Linked DNA regions of Rattus norvegicus: region 2 is linked to region 1. Evidence: chromatin contacts called from public Hi-C data. All regions are on one chromosome and are shown on one strand. The core of a region is the stretch at or near the end of the contact, and the rest is flanking DNA. Distances in the headings are between cores, read along the strand shown.

Region 1 (2,810 bases), core at 124-2,623:
GTCAGGATGAGACTGGCAAGACAGATAAGTTCTAAAGTCCAACTAGTAGGTGAGGTTTGTTGCTGTGGGTTTGGTCTAATGTTGCTTGTATTATGTTAGTCTGGGTCCCCAGAATTGCATAAATCCGCATGTCCCCATGTAGTAAGACACTCAGGGTCCCTGCCCCAGTTTGTTTTGATTGGTAAATAAAGTTGCCAGCAGTCAATGGCTGGTCAGGGAGACAGAGGAGGGACTTTAGGATTTCCCAGGCAAGAGACAGAGGAGGTAGGAAAGGAGAGAGAGAGAGAGAGAGAGAGAGAGAGAGAGAGAGAGAGAGAGAGAGAGACCATGCTGGGAGGAGGAGAACCAAGATGTCCTTGTGGGACAGGGAAAGGGAACATGGTCACCATGTAGGAACTGGATGAATGCAGCCAGAGAGGGCTGCGTGACCGGGCCTAGAGCAGCAAAGATGGAATATAGCTTTTTTTTTTTGTTCTTTTTTTCGGAGCTAGGGACTGAACCCAGGGCCTTGCGCTTCCTAGGCAAGCGCTCTACCACTGAGCTAAATCCCCAACCCCGGAATATAGATTTTAGTCAGTCAGGAATATCAGAGGTGGGTGGGCTAGCCATGTGGAGGTCAGGAAGTAGGCCAGCCATTGAGCTGTTTTAGCCATATCAAAATATAAAGTGTGTGTGTGTGTGTGTGTGTGTGTGTGTGTGTGTGTGTGTGTGTGTGTGTGTCACTGCTAGGATCAACTGAGTAACTTAATTTGGTTCTGCTATAGTCTGTAAGCCTAGCAACTGGGGAGGCTGAAGCAGGTTCAAGGCTGCCTGGGCAGTAGAGTGATTCCAAGAACAGCTATGGCAAATTAGAGAGAACTGTTCAAAAGAGGCTTGGGGATATTGTTTAATGGTGGAGACTTGCCTCGCTTGAGTGAGGTTCTAGTTCAATGCTCACTACTTGGGGAAGGGAGGGGAGACTAGGGAAGAGCAAGGAAAAGGCAAAGCTATCTCACAGAAGTAAGTTGTTGACGGAGTTGAACAGGTGACGTCATACATCACTTTAGTACGGATCTAGGAAACAAAGTATTTGGAAAAATTAGTTTCCAAAGCAGATTTGGATCCAAGTATCCTTGGGCCTGATTGCTAATGAATGTGAAATGCGCATCTAGGGAGTTTGTGGCTAGAAAATATTCCACAGTTACACAACTCTAAACCTTGCCATCTGATTTTAACTGCAACAACATGCAAACATACTTCTCGACTTTTCCAACCGTGTACGCACGGAGAGCTGCCATCCTTCAATATTTGTTGTGTTCTAATAATGAGTAGCAAACCAACGTCAGAGCGCTCTTAGATGACCTCAGTTGTTTTCTAAGCTGTGTGAGCAAGTACTGCTGGCAGGTGCCTTAGCCACCAGGGAGACCTGACCTTCAAAGAACTCAAGAGAGCTGAGCAGCCATCGGTGGGAGCAAAGGTCTACTTTCCACATTCCTTTCCCTAACAAAGAAATGAAATGCAATGTACGAAGTACAGAGAGGCAGGCTTCTTTTTCTTCTTTTGTAGAGGTGTGGGAACGTTTGAGACAGGGTCAGGAGGCTGGCCTCAAACTCTAAGTATCTAGGGGTGATCTTTGATCCCAATGTCTGCTGCATCGACTTCCCAAGGGTGAGACACATGTGCATCTGGTGTCAGGCTGTCTTTCCTGCTGTGCCCACTGCTCTCTTTGTACAATACTGATGAACCTTGTTTCTCTTTAAATTGTGTGTGTGTGTGTGTGTGTGTGTGTGTGTGTGTGTGTGTGTGTGCAACCCCTCTCCCCCCGCACACACTTGCACTTTGCCACAGTGTGCCTTTGGAGGTCAGAGGACAAATTATGGAAGGAAGTGAGTTCTCGAGTTCTCTCTTTCCACTATGTAGGTCCTAGGGATCAAACTCACGTCAGTAGGCTGAGAGGCAGGTGCCTTTCCCTGCTGAGCACCTTGTAGGTCCTGAACTTGGTTGCTTTCTGAAAGTAAAATGCAAGGTATAACTTCTTATTTGCTGGCTACAAATCAAGATGAGGAACTATTGCATAATCATGGAGAAAAACATGTTGTGATCATTGTGAAGAAAAAAAAGGTGCGCAGTGCCTAAGGAATGACAGGACACAGGAAAAAACCTTTAGGCCTGCTGAAGATAAGTTATAATTGAGGTTTTTTTTTAAAATAAGTTTTTTTTTTTAAAAAAGATTTACTTATATGACTACACTGTAGCTGTCTTCAGACACACCAGAAGAGGGCATCAGATCTCATTACAGATGGTTGTGAGGCACCATGTGGTTGCTGGGAATTGAACTCAGGACCTCTGGAAGAGCAGCCAGTGCTCTTAACCACTGAGCCATCTCTCCAGCCCTATAAGTGAGTTTTAAGGCGGCTTAGCATAAGTGACCTGAGGAAAGACAAGGGTTGGTTTCTCCACACATTGCAAACTATCCTGTTTTTTGGGGAGGTCTGGGGGATGATTATGGGGTGAGGGTGAAGTTTGAGATATAAGTTGTGGTCTTGTTATGTAGCCCAGACTGACCTTTAACTCCCCTATGCAGCCAAAAGTAACCTGAACTCCTGATCTTCCTGCCTCTACCTCCCAAGGGCTGTGACCACAGGTCAGTACTACCTGTCTGGCTTTAAAAGGTAAAGGAGCTTGACACCGAGCCTGGGAACGTGGGCTGGAACCCAAGATCCCCTTAAATACATGTTAAGAAATAACACAGTAAATACATGTTAAGACATTAAATAGTTCATAATCCTCTACCTCTTTACATGATCCTTAAACATATATACTAATAGAAT
Region 2 (2,700 bases), core at 15-2,514, 39 kb before region 1:
CAATTCTAGGATTTTCAACCAAGATAGCACGGCCCTCCTTGTCAAGACACTGAGATAAAAGACTTTAGAATAAAATCATCCTGGACCAGACGTATGTCAAGCCCTTCTGACACTAAGTTTTCTATGGCAGGAACCTAAACTCTGCCACAACTTCAATTTACCAAAATGTATTGTTATACACACAGAGTAACTGATGCCAAGTTCAGGTTTCTGTCCATTAGTGCTGTTCTTTTAGTAAAGACTAACACACTGAGCCTCAACTAGATTGAGAAGCAGCTTTTAAACTATAGAAGCATTCTTACACATGGGAGTTAAGATCGGGTGCCAGTCTCAAGAGTAGTTTATTACTGTTCTTTTATTTCTCAGTTTTGAACTTTGCAAATACTTGTAAACCTGTATTCTCCTCTTGTTACTTGTCTGACTCTCTGTCACTTCCTTTAAGCTGTCAGACTTTTATCTCTTTTCTAGAACCAGCAGTGTCTGACAGGGCTTTGCACACCTGTACAGAATTGCCCACAAAGCAAGTCATCTGTCTATATTGAAAGGAGGGTGAGGGTGTGTGTGTGTGTGTATGTGTGTTTTAGTTGGACGGTTAAGGAACCAATTACTCTTAGCGAAGGGAAGACTCAGACTCCAGGTAGAATGAAGCTAAGCAGTGGTTCTCAACATGTGGGTCACGACCCCTAGCCTTTTCATAAAGCCGCCTAAGACCATAGGAAAACACACATGTTTACATTATGATTCATAGCAGTAAAGAAATTGCAGTTTTGAAGTAGCAACGAAAATAAATGTATGGTTGAGGAAATGAATTTAAGGGGCGTAGCATTGAGAATCACTGAGCTAAAGAGGCCTCCGGAAGTCAGAGTCAGGCATTACAGTGCAATGCCCTAATTCTTTGTGTCTGGACAGTAAGGCACTCCTGAAGAGAGCCAGGCTTTAGCTTCTGTCTCAAAGCCTGCTTGCAGACGGGATGAGAACACGAGGGTGAACCCGACCTCGATCCTTCTGCTTTCCTGGCTCAGGCCCTTCCTCAAGCCCCAAACTATACTTGGGTCGCGTCTGCTCGCTCCAGGCCGAAGCATGACAGAGCAATTCGGATGTCCCACAGGCGGCCCTGGTTCACTCACCTACTTGGTAGAGTCGGCCCTCGGGAGAGAAAATAGTAATGTGCCGGTCAAAACCGGCGCTGGAACCACGGGACATGGCGTTCCCGCTATTTCAGACACAGTCTACACCCCGTAGCGCACACACACACACACACACCAGGCACACAAGCCCCTCCCGGAAGTTATGGCTACTGCTTCCGGAGCACCGGCCTAGCTGCTTCCGCTCTGGTAAGGTACTGGCGGGGGTGGGTTCCAGTGGAGGAGTTCCAAAGCACCGCCTCTAAGTGGGCGGGGCCCCGAGCTCATTCTGTGGTCGGGTGTGCTTTTGGGTGGTGGATTTGGGTCGCGGCCGTTAGTGCATTCTGGAGAACATATTGTCCAAAAGAGGAAGTTCGCAGTTGTGATTTGCCTACTTGTGACTTCAGGAGACAGTATGATAGTCAGTTTTGGCGCCTGTACTTGCTATCTTGTCTTACTGGAGTTCTGGCTTTGTTCTTCCTAACTTCATTTCACTTGCCACTTCTCTTCCTACGTTTTGGGGGAGCAGCAGCCACCCTTAAATGTAAGCCCTGAAAGAGGGCTAATGGAAGAAGCCACTGGAAATAACAATAGTTTTCTTCTAGTCTGGCAAGACTTTTCTTTGGACAGCGGCCCAGGGTTTTTCGTTGATGTTGTTTTGGTTTGGTTTGTTTTTTTGCCTTAAAAGTGAAGTTGAAGTTGAGATACAAGTAATGGGAACTTGCGGTTCCTGTGTTGCTGTGCTGGCTGAATACTGGAGAGTAATTCCAAGTCGGTGAAATAGCTCCTGGAAAACTGGTTTTTCAAACTCTAAAATTCTACACATAGTGCACACCAGGACACAACTCCTATTTGGTGAATCTAAAAGTTGAGGCATAATTTTCCCCTAGATAAAAAAAGTTTCGTTCACACCAATATTTGTAACAATTTACTGATTTAATACTGAAATACTCAGATCTGTGGTATTCTCTCTAAAAGCACTTATTTTAAAGCAAAACATTTGAAGAGATTCTTCATAAGAAAGTTTTAATTTCTCGAGTTAATTTTTCTTCTTCTTTTAGAAAGTGAAGTATTAAAAAAATAAGCCTAGTGTGGTGGGGAGCATCTTTCGTCCCAGCACTTGGGTGGCAGAGGCAGACCTCTGGATTCAAGGCTAGCCAGGTGTACAGGATGAGTTTCAGGACACAATAAGGCTACGCAGGAAAAAGAAGGGGGCCTGGGACTGGAGTGGGGTGTACAACATCCTAAACTGAAACGTGGGTTAAGAAAGTAGTCCATGTAAACAGCCGCTCTGGAACACCCGGTGCTTTCCAGCTCCAATTCCCTAGTGCACTGATAAGAGCTGCTGTCCCTCGCTTCTAGTTCAGTCCTTACATTAGGATTAACTCCTGACCTTGTGCGTCCTTTTCTCAGTCTCCCACAGTTTGCCTGAACAGTCACAGATAAGGAGTTCTCTGTAAGACTGCTAGGGGATGCCCTCCTTGAGTTCCTTAGTATCTGGATGTTTCAAATCTAGGTCTTACACCGCACTTTCCTTTGAAGCTGAATTTTCCCTAGTAGCCTCTGACATTTCATA

Evidence for each region. Hi-C and Micro-C count contacts between places; a contact is called where the count stands out from the background.
Region 2: a Hi-C map of liver shows a contact between it and region 1, with 2.3 times the contacts expected there. The contact joins the promoter of Psma6 here to the enhancer-like site in region 1. A contact is called at or near these places in 6 of 12 Hi-C or Micro-C datasets (the A7r5 cell line, Schwann cells, frontal cortex and 3 more).

The regions. Positions count from the first base shown.
Region 1 is chr6:78,474,039-78,476,848 of GRCr8, reverse strand. All of the region lies in intron 4 of Prorp (protein only RNase P catalytic subunit), which reads right to left. Among named protein-coding and RNA genes, the nearest start is that of Psma6, 39 kb to the left of the region's middle. Within about 2 kb of position 1,373, at least 2 of the 93 cell types and tissues checked have an H3K27ac peak or open chromatin away from gene starts, as enhancers often do. A contact at or near this core is called in liver, where this site is marked.
Region 2 is chr6:78,512,911-78,515,610 of GRCr8, reverse strand. Psma6 (proteasome 20S subunit alpha 6) reads right to left here and starts at 1,264. Exons shown (of 7, transcript NM_017283.3): 1 at 1,128-1,264. The coding sequence starts at 1,203.